Linked DNA regions of Gasterosteus aculeatus: region 1 is linked to region 2. A link is a contact called in public Hi-C data. All regions are on one chromosome and are shown on one strand. Each heading gives the region's core, a stretch centred on a gene start, on an enhancer-like site or on the middle of the called end of the contact. The rest is flanking DNA. Distances are from core to core; before and after follow the strand shown.

Region 1 (6,584 bases), core at 2,659-5,158, 59 kb after region 2:
CTTACAGTCACAGGCCTGTATAAGTTAAAACAACTTACTGCATTAGCTCTCTGTGCTCCGCACCACCGACTACACAGTCCGGATAAAAGGTACTGCATCCTCACTGCCACAAAGCCCTTTCTTCCTCAGATAAGGGGAACCCAGCAGCTGCGATTCCGGACAGTTAAGATTATATATGATGTGTATATATCGAAGGTTTGTCAGCTCTTCCAGGCCATAAAACCCACTTAAATGACACCACGTGCTTCCTGTGCACCATTCACAGTCCCTGCTTGGGGCAATTGGCATATGTAACCTTGTAAACTTTAAAATACCCTAAAAGAAAGACATTCAAACAGGGATTCAATACATTGTCCACGTATGTTAGGCCCAACAGAGCGCAGAGAAAGTGGCTGCGGAGCTGACCGGCTCTCATAACCGTCAAGGGAGTTAAATAGGGAGCTATTAGTTTGAGAGGTGAGTTGATTTTTATTTTATTTAATATAGAAATTAGCTCATAGCCTTCGATTATGCTGTGTCCTTCTATTACACCTACACCCAGCATCTGTCATCATCCGATGTCCTCTATACTAGCAGGTCGTGATGTTTTAACGAAAGTGCAAGAGCATATTGATACAATAAAGTGACTGTCAGGTCTTTAGCAGCGATGGCGCGTCAGTCTACGGCCACAGGAAACCAGCGTTTGGCGTGTCGGGTCGCGAGGGCAAGTGTTATCACAGGCCAGCGTGTCCCTTCCTTCGCTGACTAAACAGGAAAAGCGAGTTTGCCTGTGGAGCAGCGTTGGAAAAGGGGCAATAAAGTTTTATGGGGGCCTTTAACCAGAGCGCGTTTGTTGGTCAACGGAATTCTGTGGATTCCGAGAGATCCCCCCCCCCTGAACGTGATGAGTACAGTACAACGAAAGAAAGAAAATCGGAAGTTTTTTTTAGTGTATTCGTCTAATCAACGTAGCCTGTTATAAGAAAATATATATACGTAGAAATAAATGGAGAAATCCTTTATGTTAGTGACGAGACTTTATTGGTTATAACGGACAATTAAGCCACCTATCAGTTGTTCTGGGCCTCTTGTAAAGCAGCCACCTTTACAGAGCGCGAGAGAAATGGCTTCATTGCACATCACAATATTTTCACACGCAGTCGCTGAATTACACAATACGATTTAGGTTCACAATGATATGACGGACAACAGGGGTGGTGCCTTCACGGAGACATTAGCTCATTGGACATACAACACATTCAACCACTGCGATATATTAGAGGGTGGATTAAAAAAGAAAATGAAAAAGGTGGAAGAGGGTTTCTTTGACCGGTGGGAAAATCTCACTGTTGCTCACAGCGCAGTGAGTATTTCTGTCTTTATTGTGAGTTGTTGGCATACATTTTTTATCAGATGATGTGGAGACAGAGTTGGAAATGTCGCACGCTATCAGACCGCCTCCACCGTCGTCATCCAAATTAAGAACGCTGAGCATTGTGCAGACTCGCAGCGCAGTGCAGAATTGGGCACCCCCCCCCCCCCTCAACCTCTTGTCCTCTTCGTGCAGCAAAGTGAGGTTATCATCGCATGGGCACCAAATTAATTTAGAAATGTAAACCGATTGATCAACGTGAGGGATATTCAATACGTTAGGTCCCAAACCGCAGCAAGTGACACATAATTGGTGATGAAGCGCACGGCGCGGTGTCATGATGTCATTGCTCCTAGCAGTTCATCCGGAGGTCAGGCGGCACTCCAGCACTGTTGCAGCGTGGGGATGAAAACGTGCTGCATGCACCCACCCTCTGGTCCCCTTTTATTCCTTCACTTTGACCTTTGAGTCCTTCTTCCACTTCATTCGTCTGTTCTGGAACCAGATTTTGATCTGCCTCTCGTTTAGACACAGGGTGTGGGCGATCTCTACGCGCCTGCGGCGGCTCAGGTAGCGGTTGAAGTGAAACTCTTTCTCCAGCTCCAGAGTCTGGTAGCGGGTGTAACTGGTCCTGGAACGTTTACCCTCCGATTCTGAAGTGGCATTAAAATCAGTTAGCTTTCAGCAGCATTATAGTGGTGAATACATATACTACTATGGGATAATACTATTATGACATTTGCATAAAGATTGGTCATCCATAAAATAATAGTTACAAGCATACATATAATATACAATTGTTGAATTTAATTAATGAAATACCCTTCCTCATGCAAAAGGTAAAATATCTTAATACAACCGAATTTAATCAGATTTGACTTACAGTGGATTTGTGTAATAAAAATGATGTCAGGCTGATAAAGATAGTGTAATAAATTTACATTACATTCTTTCACATACAACATGTAAAATACAGTCACCAAACGCTTCTCATTGTAATATGTGAGACTGGATAACTAACAGGGCCTAATGTGGTGTCCTTCCTGTAGAGACTGACCTCAGCCTACTGCTGCAGTGGAAGGAAAAACAATGTGAATAATCTAAAGGAAAAGGGATCAGAACATTAAACCGGATTTTTTTCCCCCATGGTTTGTTCTCATATATATGTATATATTTATACACATGTTTCATATTTAGCCAAACATTAAGGCGTGCTAAGCAACAGGCCTTAGTTGCTATTGGACTTGAATATCTTAAACTGCTCCAGGATGTTTGCAAATGGAGGAACGCAAAACAGAAGTAGCTTCCTTTTTTTTGCAGCAATTGTGCTCACCGTCCATCTGGCCCCTAAATAGTCAACCAGTGGGTTTAAGGCGCGGGGAAGGAGCACGACTATTCAAATATTTTAGAGGTGAAAAGTTCACGATTGGGTCAGGGCATTGATGTCTCCCAGAGTTCAATTTAAGGCTAAAGCCGCTCCCACACAGTGAGTCTGATAATGTAAAACATTAACTGCGACTATAAAGTGTGCAAGGCAAAAACTAATACTAAGAGCTGAATTTGTGAATATTATTTCATAGTTTTATCACAATTCTCTTCTCTTATCCAATTATACCACCATAAATCACCCCGCAGATCACCCCTTCGCCGTAACAGAGCAGGTTTACGAGCAATGGATGCCTTTGTCATAAAATTTATGACCACGAGTTTTTATTATTTCCTGCGTTTGGCCTATAAAACTCAAGAGGAAAACCGGAACGGGCAAAAAGAAGTGTAGCAGCGCAAAGAGAGACTAAGGGGAAGCATTTTAGTCACACTTTAGGAAGAAAAAAAAGGGGGCAAACTTTACCGTGGCTCATGTGCAGTTTTGTCATCCATGGATAAATCTGTGGCTGCTGCTCGCTGTCCTGAAGCTGGCTCGCACTCGCGCTGTGTCGTTTCACCGCCTGCGCGTTCACCGCGTCCCTCTCGCCCTCTTGGCTCTGGTTTCCGCCGGATTTCGCGCCCCTCTCCGCGTCTCCTTGTGCCCCGAGTCCCAGCAGCGTGCCGCCGCCGTAGCCGAAGGCGCTCGCGTTCTCCGACGAGCTGCCGGAGACCATGGTTATCTGTGGTCCCGGCGGCAGAGGAGTATCCGCGTTGCCACGCAGGCTACTTTTCACCTCCTCCCGTTCGGCGGAGGTCGTGGGGACGGGACAAGTAAATATCCCGCTCACATTGACACCCTCAAAGCGGCTGGACGCGCGCCCGGAAAGATCGAAACTAAACATTGTGTTGGGAGAAGTTGTCTCGCTTGTTTGCCTGAGATTGCAGCTGTCAACATACGAGCTCATTTTCAACAATCAGCGATACTTTCTTTTTTAAGCTGCAGCGGGCTGCGGGCTGGTTGTTGCGCTTATTTCCTTGTTTTTGTTGATCATTGCGTTTCTTTGTAGCCGCTTTTGAAAAATGCAAAGCTGTCTGCCTTAAAAAAATATTCCAGGATTTATAGGTGGAGTAGGCTTTGGTATCTTTTTTTAATTCTTGATCCGACGCGCGCTGCCCAAATATGGGGTATTTGTATGGGATCACGTGCGCATGTTGGCCAGTCATAAATTGGCGTTGATACTCTCATTGATGAATTGGAGAAACGTGTCCGGTAAACTTTGAGCTGTTGGTTGTTGAGGACCAGGCAGGGATCTTTAGCGCAAAAAAAGGGCAGGACAGTAAGACAAGAGCGTCATCTGGTGTCTGGTATGGGGCAGGACGGCCAGCAGCGTCCACAGCGCTCTGGCCCGGACAAACAAACAACCCCATATTATAGCATAATTATTATAATTATAAGAATAGTAATACCACTACTGATGATAATAATAATAATTATTATTATTATTATAGTTATGCTGCTGATTAGACGCGCTCACTTCATTTGAACATATTCACACATATGCACGTGAGACTTGAATGTTTTGGACGTTAAGTTATAGAAACAGAGCTATGTGAACGCGTTTAGGACAATAGCTCATTCCCATGCTCTTATGCAGCATGGCAAGTTAGATTTGTAATCGTTAAAACGCATAGCGTGTAAAATATCTCTTTATTAGCTTATTCGTCTCTTAGCTTTATACCCTATTTTGGCCGTTATGGTCACGATACACATAACATGTCAAACAAGTTTTCACAATCGCCGTACTCAGGTTGTTGCCTAATTCAATACATCTTACTTTATACGATCATTTGACTCGACGTGATGCTCCCTGAAGCACAAGACGAGGGTGAGATTTTTGCAAACACTTTATTACATGATACACAATTATGACAAAACATGAAATCGTAACTCCCAAACAGAAGCGAATAATTACTAGTGTACAAATCTGCTTAGCAGTGAGAGCCCGTGGTGTCAAATGCTAAACAAAAAGGGGGGCCAAGCGCAGTTGTATTTTATGCAGTGTCGACCCAAGCGGCTAAATGCGCAGACGTCCTTACGGGATTTACATAGCATATTGTTACTTTACTTATTTACAGGCATTACAGCTGTTGGTGCGTGGACTGTGGTCTGAGTCCGTGCAAGTTTCATGTTTGTGCAGGACACTTTTTGGCAAATGATTCAACTAGGCCTACTACAATACTGAGGTGAAATGCAGTGCCCGCCCGTCCTTCCGTTTCCTCGGTGGAATGTGCATGTACAACATTGAGTTAAGTCTGACCAACAATGTATTTGGTGAGGTGATCAAAGAGTTCACAGTGATGGATGGGGTGTGGGGGGATAAATACACAGATTTTACTGGCATGAAAAATCACGTAGAAATGAATACTTATTTTTATTTTCACAATACAAGTGTGACATTGCAATAAAACAGAATCGGCACCCCGAGAGTCACAGGGGGACAATCTCTGTCTGAAATAATCTGGATTTCTAAGGCTCAACACTCCTGTCGTCAATATGGGATATAAGTGGGAGAGCTGCGGTAGTCATCATGCAGTGAAGTCGCTCTTAAATCCATACAGATTTTTTAGGTAGTTATGTTGGGTTTAAATGGTCATCAGGTCTTCTCCCCTTTGGGTTTTTTTCTTTTTACGCTATTCTTTTTTCTTGTCCTCCTCTTTCTGTTCTTCAATTGCGCCATTGCTTTCCTCCTCCGGCGAGGCTCCTGTCTGTTCACTTCCAGTCACCGTGGAGGTCAGGTTGCTCTCTTTCTTCCATTTCATACGTCGGTTCTGAAACCAGATTTTGATCTGGCGCTCCGTCAAACAAAGCGCGTTTGCGATTTCGATGCGTCTGCGCCGGGTCAGGTAGCGGTTGAAATGAAACTCCTTCTCCAGCTCAAGTGTTTGGTAGCGAGAGTATATTTGACGTCCTCTGCGTCTGTCTGTCCCGTAGCCCACTCCTGCTGAAATACAAAGTGAAGTCACTAATTGAATCGCTTGGAAAGCGAAGTCATATTTGACATTTGGAAAACACACACGCATCGGTCTGCGCTCTAATAACACTTTGCAGCAGTTGAGAACAAGTTTTACCTCATTGTTAGAATCATAAACCGTATAGAAATCCACGAACACAAATCATCTAATCAAAGCCTTTCTCTAAGGGCATCTTAGCTTTATTATAAAAATAATTAATAAAAAAAATACAACGCATTCCCCGCGTCTCTTGCTGCTGGTTATGGCTACTATATCTTTCTTAATATGAAAGCTGTTTGTTTGCACACGTAAAGGCCCATCCACAAGTCAAGGGGATACAGTAATGTTTTATGGGGCCATAAAAAGCAACTTACTCTCTTGGTAAGACATATCGTAAAACTGGCCCATTTCCTTAATTTATTTGTCGTAGTAAAACTCACCGCTGTGTGAGTTCATTCGCTGCATCCACGGGTAAATCGGGATGTTGGTTTTCTGATCCTGCGCTCCTGCTCTTCCTTGGTCCAAACTGTACTCTTGAGCAATGTGGCTTTGTGTACTGAGTCCCATGTTTGTTTGTCTGCAGCTGGGGAGCACGTCCTTGTCTTGAAGAAACACGTTTGATCCGTATTCGTACTGTGCCCTGCCAGACCCAAACACGACATTGTCTTGGGGAGAGTAGAACGGTGCATATATCCGATTCTGGGTCACGGCAGCGCCGTACGACGAAAAATGTCTGACTGTGTCATAGGTGGTGGAGTTTAGGGGTACGTTGGGCAAAACGTCTTGACCACCGGACAAATGGCAGGAGAGCGACGGGTTTGCGAAATACGAATTCATACCTTGCCTTGTAACCCTC
Region 2 (6,631 bases), core at 3,956-6,455:
AGGAATATTTTAAGCCCAACTATGTGAAAATGTATGTCAGATGTGTTGCGTTGATGACTTGCAGGGCAAAGCCCGGCCACCTCGGATTGGAGCTACTCATCTGTTTCTTATTGGAGGAAGTGATTCTGGCAGGAAGGCAGGCTGGGATGGAAGGACGGTAAAAAGAGAATAAAAGGGTAGAGAAACAGGAAATGGCAGTGCAACCAACTGGGTCTACTTACCCTCTTGCCAGAACCCCCCGGCCACGGCCAGCCTACTGGGCCAGCAGTTTCCATCACCTGCTGCTTCTGGTTACCCCACATAAACCCAGGTGCTCCTGAATAAAGCCGTCTTTCTTAAGGAGCAGCGGGGAGCCGGAGGGGAGGCTGCAAGCTAGAGGGGGCTGTACTGCTATAAAAGAGACTCTGCCTCCTTCTGAGACCACGTTATGGAAAACACTGCTCCAAATAAGGCCAAGCAAAAAGGGCTCAGGGAGCTGGAGATTTCCATCAGGCCCCTGCTAATTCAAAGCTCCGTCGTTTTATTAATTCTGTCTTCTAATTAAAAGAAGGTGGAGCATTCAATATAAACTTGCATCTTTTTATTACTATTTCCTACCTGGGTGAGATTAGGCTAATATAAACCTTGTCCACAGGGGGGAGGACAGTCTCAGCCCTCCCCAGCTCACTACTGCCCCCTGGCATCTTTGGGAAGGAGCTGAAGCCACTGAGCTGATAAACCCTGGAAATCATTCCCGACTTCAGCCCGAGTCCTTTACAGTACCTTCAGCGCACCCTGGTGATGGATTAATGCATTGTTGTTGTCATTTTAGTGCCATTTTATTGCCCCGCTGCTATTTACCAGGCTTTATGTGGCTTTATGCGCGAGCTCATGTAGCCAGCATTCCTGGACAAAGGCCATCGCTCCCCCAAGCACTGCGCATGCGCACCGCCACAGCACACCAGGCACCAGGCACTTACATTCTAAATCAAAAATACCGGTTCAGTCAAAAATGACCGTGGTGCTTTTTCAGGGGACCACATGAAAGTAGCGCTCGTGGATCCTTTATTTTGTTCATGTACTTCACATTCATTGTCATTGGTTTCCAGTCTCACCACCGGGGGGCAACATCACGCAGATGTCCTGCAGCTGCAGCCTCAAGCAACAGCACCCAGTGCGCAAACAATATCGTCATCTTAGAATATAGTTTATGCCCGATGTATGTAACATTGCGTTGATTGCAGATTGAGCTAAAGGGAAAGGCTATTGCAGTCCCCGGATCTTCCATCAATTTGATTTAATGCATTTTGTATAACCCTCTTTTCTAGTTCGGCAATTCGGGAGTTTATAACCTACATTTCTTTTTTTATATTTTAAATCAGCAAGGCCAATAATAAAAAACATAATTATTTTCAACCGCCGCCTTTCAGCACATAACTTAAATATCTAAATGGGGCTAAAATATATTTCAATTTAACAGTAAAGAATAACAATTTTTCAACAATTATAATTTACACCAATGATTGCTTACTTTGAATATTTACATTTGTAATATTATTAAACATGAATGATTGACAAAAAATTATTCCAGAAAGATATTTGGAATTATTAGTGTTTATTCTAAGAACAAATGAAACACACTTAAAAGGTTTAACTGGTCATGGTGGGGAGCAGCCACAAGAGGGAGCACAGATGCTACTAAATCCAACACTTAAGACCCACAAAGCTGCAACTATAAACATTAGAGAGATACATCAACGTACGTACCAATTCTACAAACAATTACCATTGCAGATACATATCAGTTACCATGAAATCTTTTTAGCATCAAACAACCTCAACAACTCCCGTCCCAGCCTTGAAATGTATTTCATGTCTCATGTTGCGTGTTTGGTTTAGGGGTGTATGTGGAAGTATGTCTGTGTGTATATTTCTTTCACATTTGCAATGTAAAGCACAATCTTCCACAAGGACCTGTAACCTCAGAGTCTCCTACGCCCAGAGAGGCGCTGATCCATCACTCTTAATGGAAGAGGATGAGTTTCAGCCAGTGAAAGAGAGAACAGACAAAGGCGGGACAATTTATGGCAGACGTAGAAGTGGAACTCTTGGCTGCGGGCCTTGATCTGAGCTGGGCTGTGGCTGGCCCGGGCCGGGCTACGCCCCGGGCCAGGGTCACTCACGTGCACGCTCGCACGTGCGCGCACAATAATAAACGCGCACACATCTCACACAGAAAACTTCAATCCCATCCCAACACATACCCAAATCCGAACCGTCCTCTCAGCCTTTTGAAGTTCCCCGGCCCCCTTCTATCTTTCCCAGTGAGTGGTGAGCTCCGAGTAGTGAAATATGGAGTGGAGACCTGTTACATGTTAGCGTAGGAGATAGCCAAGGTGTAAATTATGTAGGAGTCGCTGGCCAGCCTTATTTATGAGAGGCCTGTCAGGTGTTTAGGTGTTGGAGTGAGATGTGCGGCTTAAGCCGTTTACTTCGCTGTAAATCAGGTCATGCAGGCCACGTCTGTTTGGGTGGTGTGTGTTTATGCGTGTGTGCCTGTGTTTGAGGCCTTGTTTTTCTGGGGGACTACACAAGGCCAGGTTGTGATAATGTCCTGACGTGTTACTGCGTCTTTTCCACAAACGCGAGGGTAAACGTGTGTGTTCGTAGGTCGGTTTTTGCCAGAGGCCATAATGGGTTGAAACATTAGCTCTAGTTATAGTTATTATGCTCTCTGACAAACAAAGTCCTTTTTCATAGACCCCCTCAAAACCTACACCTGCCGTCGCCGTTCTACACTATGAGCAAACATGACACCTACTCAAGACTTTTTCAGCTTCATTTGTGATGCCCCCTTTTCTGTCTTTATCTCAGACATATCATGTAGAAGTGGATAGCTGCGATGTGGCCCGTCTGAGAACATCAGATACCACTCAGCAGGTAGTTAGAGCTGTCACTGGATGACAGATACGGACTTGTAGACATAAGAACTGCAGCAAACAGGTTGAATAGACCCTGTATTGGTTACCATTATTCCCCTACAAGGTGCCGCCTTAGTTTAACCACGTCTCCGCTTCTGTTTTGCACCATTGTGCATCCTCTAGCATGGCCTTGACACAAAACAATGGCATGGGAATGGGCTGACGATTTGTCCCCCCACCCCCCCACCCCCAAGAGGAACAGTGTCAATCCTTAAAGTGAGACCGAGGGATAAGGGAGTGGAGGAGAGATGAGACGAGTTAAGGTTGAAAGGGGTTAAGAACATGAGACAGAAAACTCTGGAGGGAGATCGGAAGGATAAAACTAAGGGGCGGAGAAGAGGAGAATGAGAGAGAGGAAGAGGGACAGAGGATGATGTGCTGGAGGCAGGTACATCTGCATTCTCTCCAAACACAGCAAAGGCCTGTCTTAGGTGTCTTTATCCCAGCAGCACTCAGTGACAGATTTATGGCCTCTCTTTGTGCATGTGTGTGTACGCATGTGTGTGTCGGAGCAGTAGGGATAAATTGAGAGCGAGAGACACGAGATACAAGAGAAGAGTGCATGTGAGTGGAGGCGAGAGGCGTCAAACGAAAACGCGGCCATTTTGCATTCCATCGATATCCTCGTCCCCCCCGACCATCCATCTGAATCTCTGCCGTATTTCACCCGCCGTCTCCCCTCTCCTTTTATCCTTCCCTGGTCTCTTCTCCTCTCCTCTCTCCCTCTCTGTCTCATCACCCTGCTCTTCGCTCGGCGCTCTTGGCCCTTGCATTGCTCCGCTGGGTCCCAGGCTGTAAAGCCCTCTCAGGGGGAAGGGTGTAAATCTGTCTCCCCGCCTCAGGAGATTTCCTGGAGCTCAGCAGACTCAACAAAGCCTCGGCCACGGCGGAGGACCGAGCGTTTCTCTCTCACTCACACGCAAATGTAGACTTTTAGATTATACATTTACAAATAAAAGGGCAGCATGCGCGCACGTTCACTCGCCCGCCTGCCGTTGTTTGGAAGTTCCTGTGAAAATAAACAGGTATGCTTCTTCTTTCTTGTCTAGCCGAGTGCCTGGGAAACCACTGTTTGTATTTGTGTATGTGGGAGGGGACCCTGCCCCCAAACCTTTTGTCCAGAAGGGCTGTCCAGACAAGCTTGTTGTCTATCTTTACCCCCCCCCAACACCCTCACACACACACACACACACACACACGCACACACACGCACCCTCCCTTTCTTTTTTCGCCAACTCCCTCTCTGCTTTATTGCACTTGATTCTAAGCGCGTCCATTCCTGAGATGGCTCAGATAGCAGCTGAAGCTAAATTGCCCGTCATAAAGCATCTGCAATAGCAATGCAGCTCTCGGGGTGGGACTGCTGCAAGGGGGTAGAAGGCAGTTAGAGCTCACCGTGAAAATACAACGTTCTCTTTCTAAGCTGTAAATGTGGAATATGAACTCTGTTTCAACATCCACAAATCATAATGCTCTTCCTGAAACATTAAACGATTCTGTTGCATGATCGATTTCCTGAGTGCCCCCTAAATCAGTTTTATGCAGATAATTTTAAGGAACATTTGGCTATTTGAGTGTGTGGGTTTTAGGGAAAAGTGACTGAAAATCAAGAGTAAAATGATCTAATGGTATTTCGGGATGCTGAAAATGCTTCTGCATGATACTACTAATTACTCACACCAGACAGGCTAGTTAGAGTGAGATGCTGTGATTTATGGAGGAGTCATATATTTGGCTGTGCTATGTTCCTGTCAAATGTTTGACAGATAGATGACTGCTGGGCTGTAATCTGCCTTCCTGTTTGTTTTCCTGTTTGTTTTCTCATGTAACAACAAGGGCACTTCCCAGCCTCGACTGTAGAGGGCGCACTTGTGAAAGTGCGGCCTTGTGTCATCGTGACAACAGCAGATTTTCACAGTGGGGGGGGGGACACAAAGCAGAGAGGAAGCATGAGGAAGTCAACAATTGAAAGGCAAAACCTGTTGAGATCACTGCACTGACTCATCTGTGTCTGTGGTATTTGGGGCTTGACATGTCTCCACAACCAAAATAACCCCTTGACCCGCTAAATAAATCTGAACAAAGATTGGGCGTAGCCAACACAACAACGTGGCCAAAAGATCGAGACATAGACACTGTTCTGCAGTCGAGTGGGAAAATCCCTGCTCCACTGGTGTCTGCAGCGTACTTGATCAAAGCTGTAAACTGAGTGAGAAAGACAAGAATTCCAAGGAACCGCAGGAGCAAGACAGGGCCAGCAACCGGCTTGGCAGTAGCCCCGGTGTGATCATCATCTATGGGGGGAAGTGACGCCCCTCAGTCCTGCCCCCTCCTGCCTTCCAGCTAGCCTTGCCTCGTGACAGATGGACCCTATGACAGCAGGACGCAGCAACCTGCAATTGAACATTCCCCTGTGATCTGTCAATGTCCGTGATGGTGTTTCATGCTAAAAAAAAACACAAAACAACCCCACACAGTGACACAGGTACCTGCACACACACACACACCCTCACATTAACCCAAGTATTAGAAGAATCACGGCCTGGAAATGCCTCAGATGCCGGTTGCAGGTGTCTTTTGAGACGTATGATGTTGTTCCGCGCAGGGTTCCTAGTCCCAGTTTGAAATATCCGATAATTGCAGGATATGGTTGAGACAGTGTTTCCGCCGGCCCTCCTTTGGTGTCTGCTGGATCTCAGAGGAGGCAGCAGTCCTTCGTTTTGACCACAAGGTGTCACCTTGCTCACAAATTGCAAATGGCTCCAAGCATGATGGGCGCTTTATTTTCCGCCTTGGTGGCAGTGCTGTGGTGTATCACGGCAAAATGAAATAGGGAACATCTAAATAGGACATAAATGCGTTTGCCACATACAGGGCTTAATGAAGTCAGCCTTGCCAGTACATTAGGGACAAAGGCAGCAGAGAGAAAGGCAGTGAAGGACAACTCAAAAACAGTTCCCAAATAAAAACGGGAGATAAATATGAACGGCGAGCCTCCTCAATGAAATACACTTCATTGGATGTCCAAGGGGAGATTTATTTTCCAAGCAACTGGCTTTTTATGGTCAAACCCCTCCACACTGGCGAACAGCAGTGCGTTGTAATACGGCATGTAAAGAATGGGATTCAATAGAAGCAGTTGTCCATTTGTCATATTTAAGGGGATAGAAAAATGACTATTGGCTGCCATGTGCTTGAACAGCTCAAGCTGCCTTTTTTGTGTGTGCAAAATGGAGGATGTAGATGAATGTACTTCATACATGACTCTGTACAGCCAAACTATCATGTCATGTCATATAACTTAAACCATTAGCATATCATTATCCTGAGCCTGGAGCAGTAGCTGATGCTTTGCTATGTTTCAGTGGAAATTATAAAACAATACGGCCGTCCTCACTTGGTTGTAGCAAACTAATGATTGCTTGGCTTCACAGCCGTAAAAGCATGGTGCAAAATTAATTGTTTCAATCAATCAATTGGTCAATTTCATAGCCATGAAGCTTTGCCCAAGATCGTGTGCTTTCTCTATACCCCTCTGCTTCAGGATGAGCCTGGAGAATGCCAGGTGATTTATGGCCTCTGTGTGTGCTGCATACATATACAAATACTTTACAGACACGCTGAAAATCCTACACACTCGAGAGACAAACTCATACAAACATGCACGTTAC

The links. Hi-C and Micro-C count contacts between places; a contact is called where the count stands out from the background.
Region 1: a contact with region 2 is called in a Hi-C map of tail fin, with 6 times the contacts expected there. The contact joins the promoter of hoxc5a here to the enhancer-like site in region 2. A contact is called at or near these places in 4 of 6 Hi-C or Micro-C datasets (liver, skeletal muscle and tail fin).

What each region holds. Positions count from the first base shown.
Region 1 is chr2:10,294,282-10,300,865 of fGasAcu3.hap1.1, forward strand. It overlaps hoxc5a (homeobox C5a), which reads right to left and starts at 3,909. Exons shown (of 2, transcript XM_040193469.2): 1 at 3,201-3,909; 2 at 998-2,004. The coding sequence starts at 3,681. The coding sequence ends at 1,796. It overlaps hoxc6a (homeobox C6a), which reads right to left and starts at 6,565. Exons shown (of 2, transcript XM_040193467.2): 1 at 6,169-6,565; 2 at 4,604-5,715. The coding sequence starts at 6,565. The coding sequence ends at 5,408. All of the region lies in intron 2 of LOC120829400 (homeobox protein Hox-C10a), which reads right to left.
Region 2 is chr2:10,233,991-10,240,621 of fGasAcu3.hap1.1, forward strand. No RefSeq gene overlaps it. Among protein-coding and RNA genes, the nearest start is that of hnrnpa1b, 14 kb to the left of the region's middle. Within about 2 kb of position 5,206, at least 2 of the 9 cell types and tissues checked have open chromatin away from gene starts, as enhancers often do.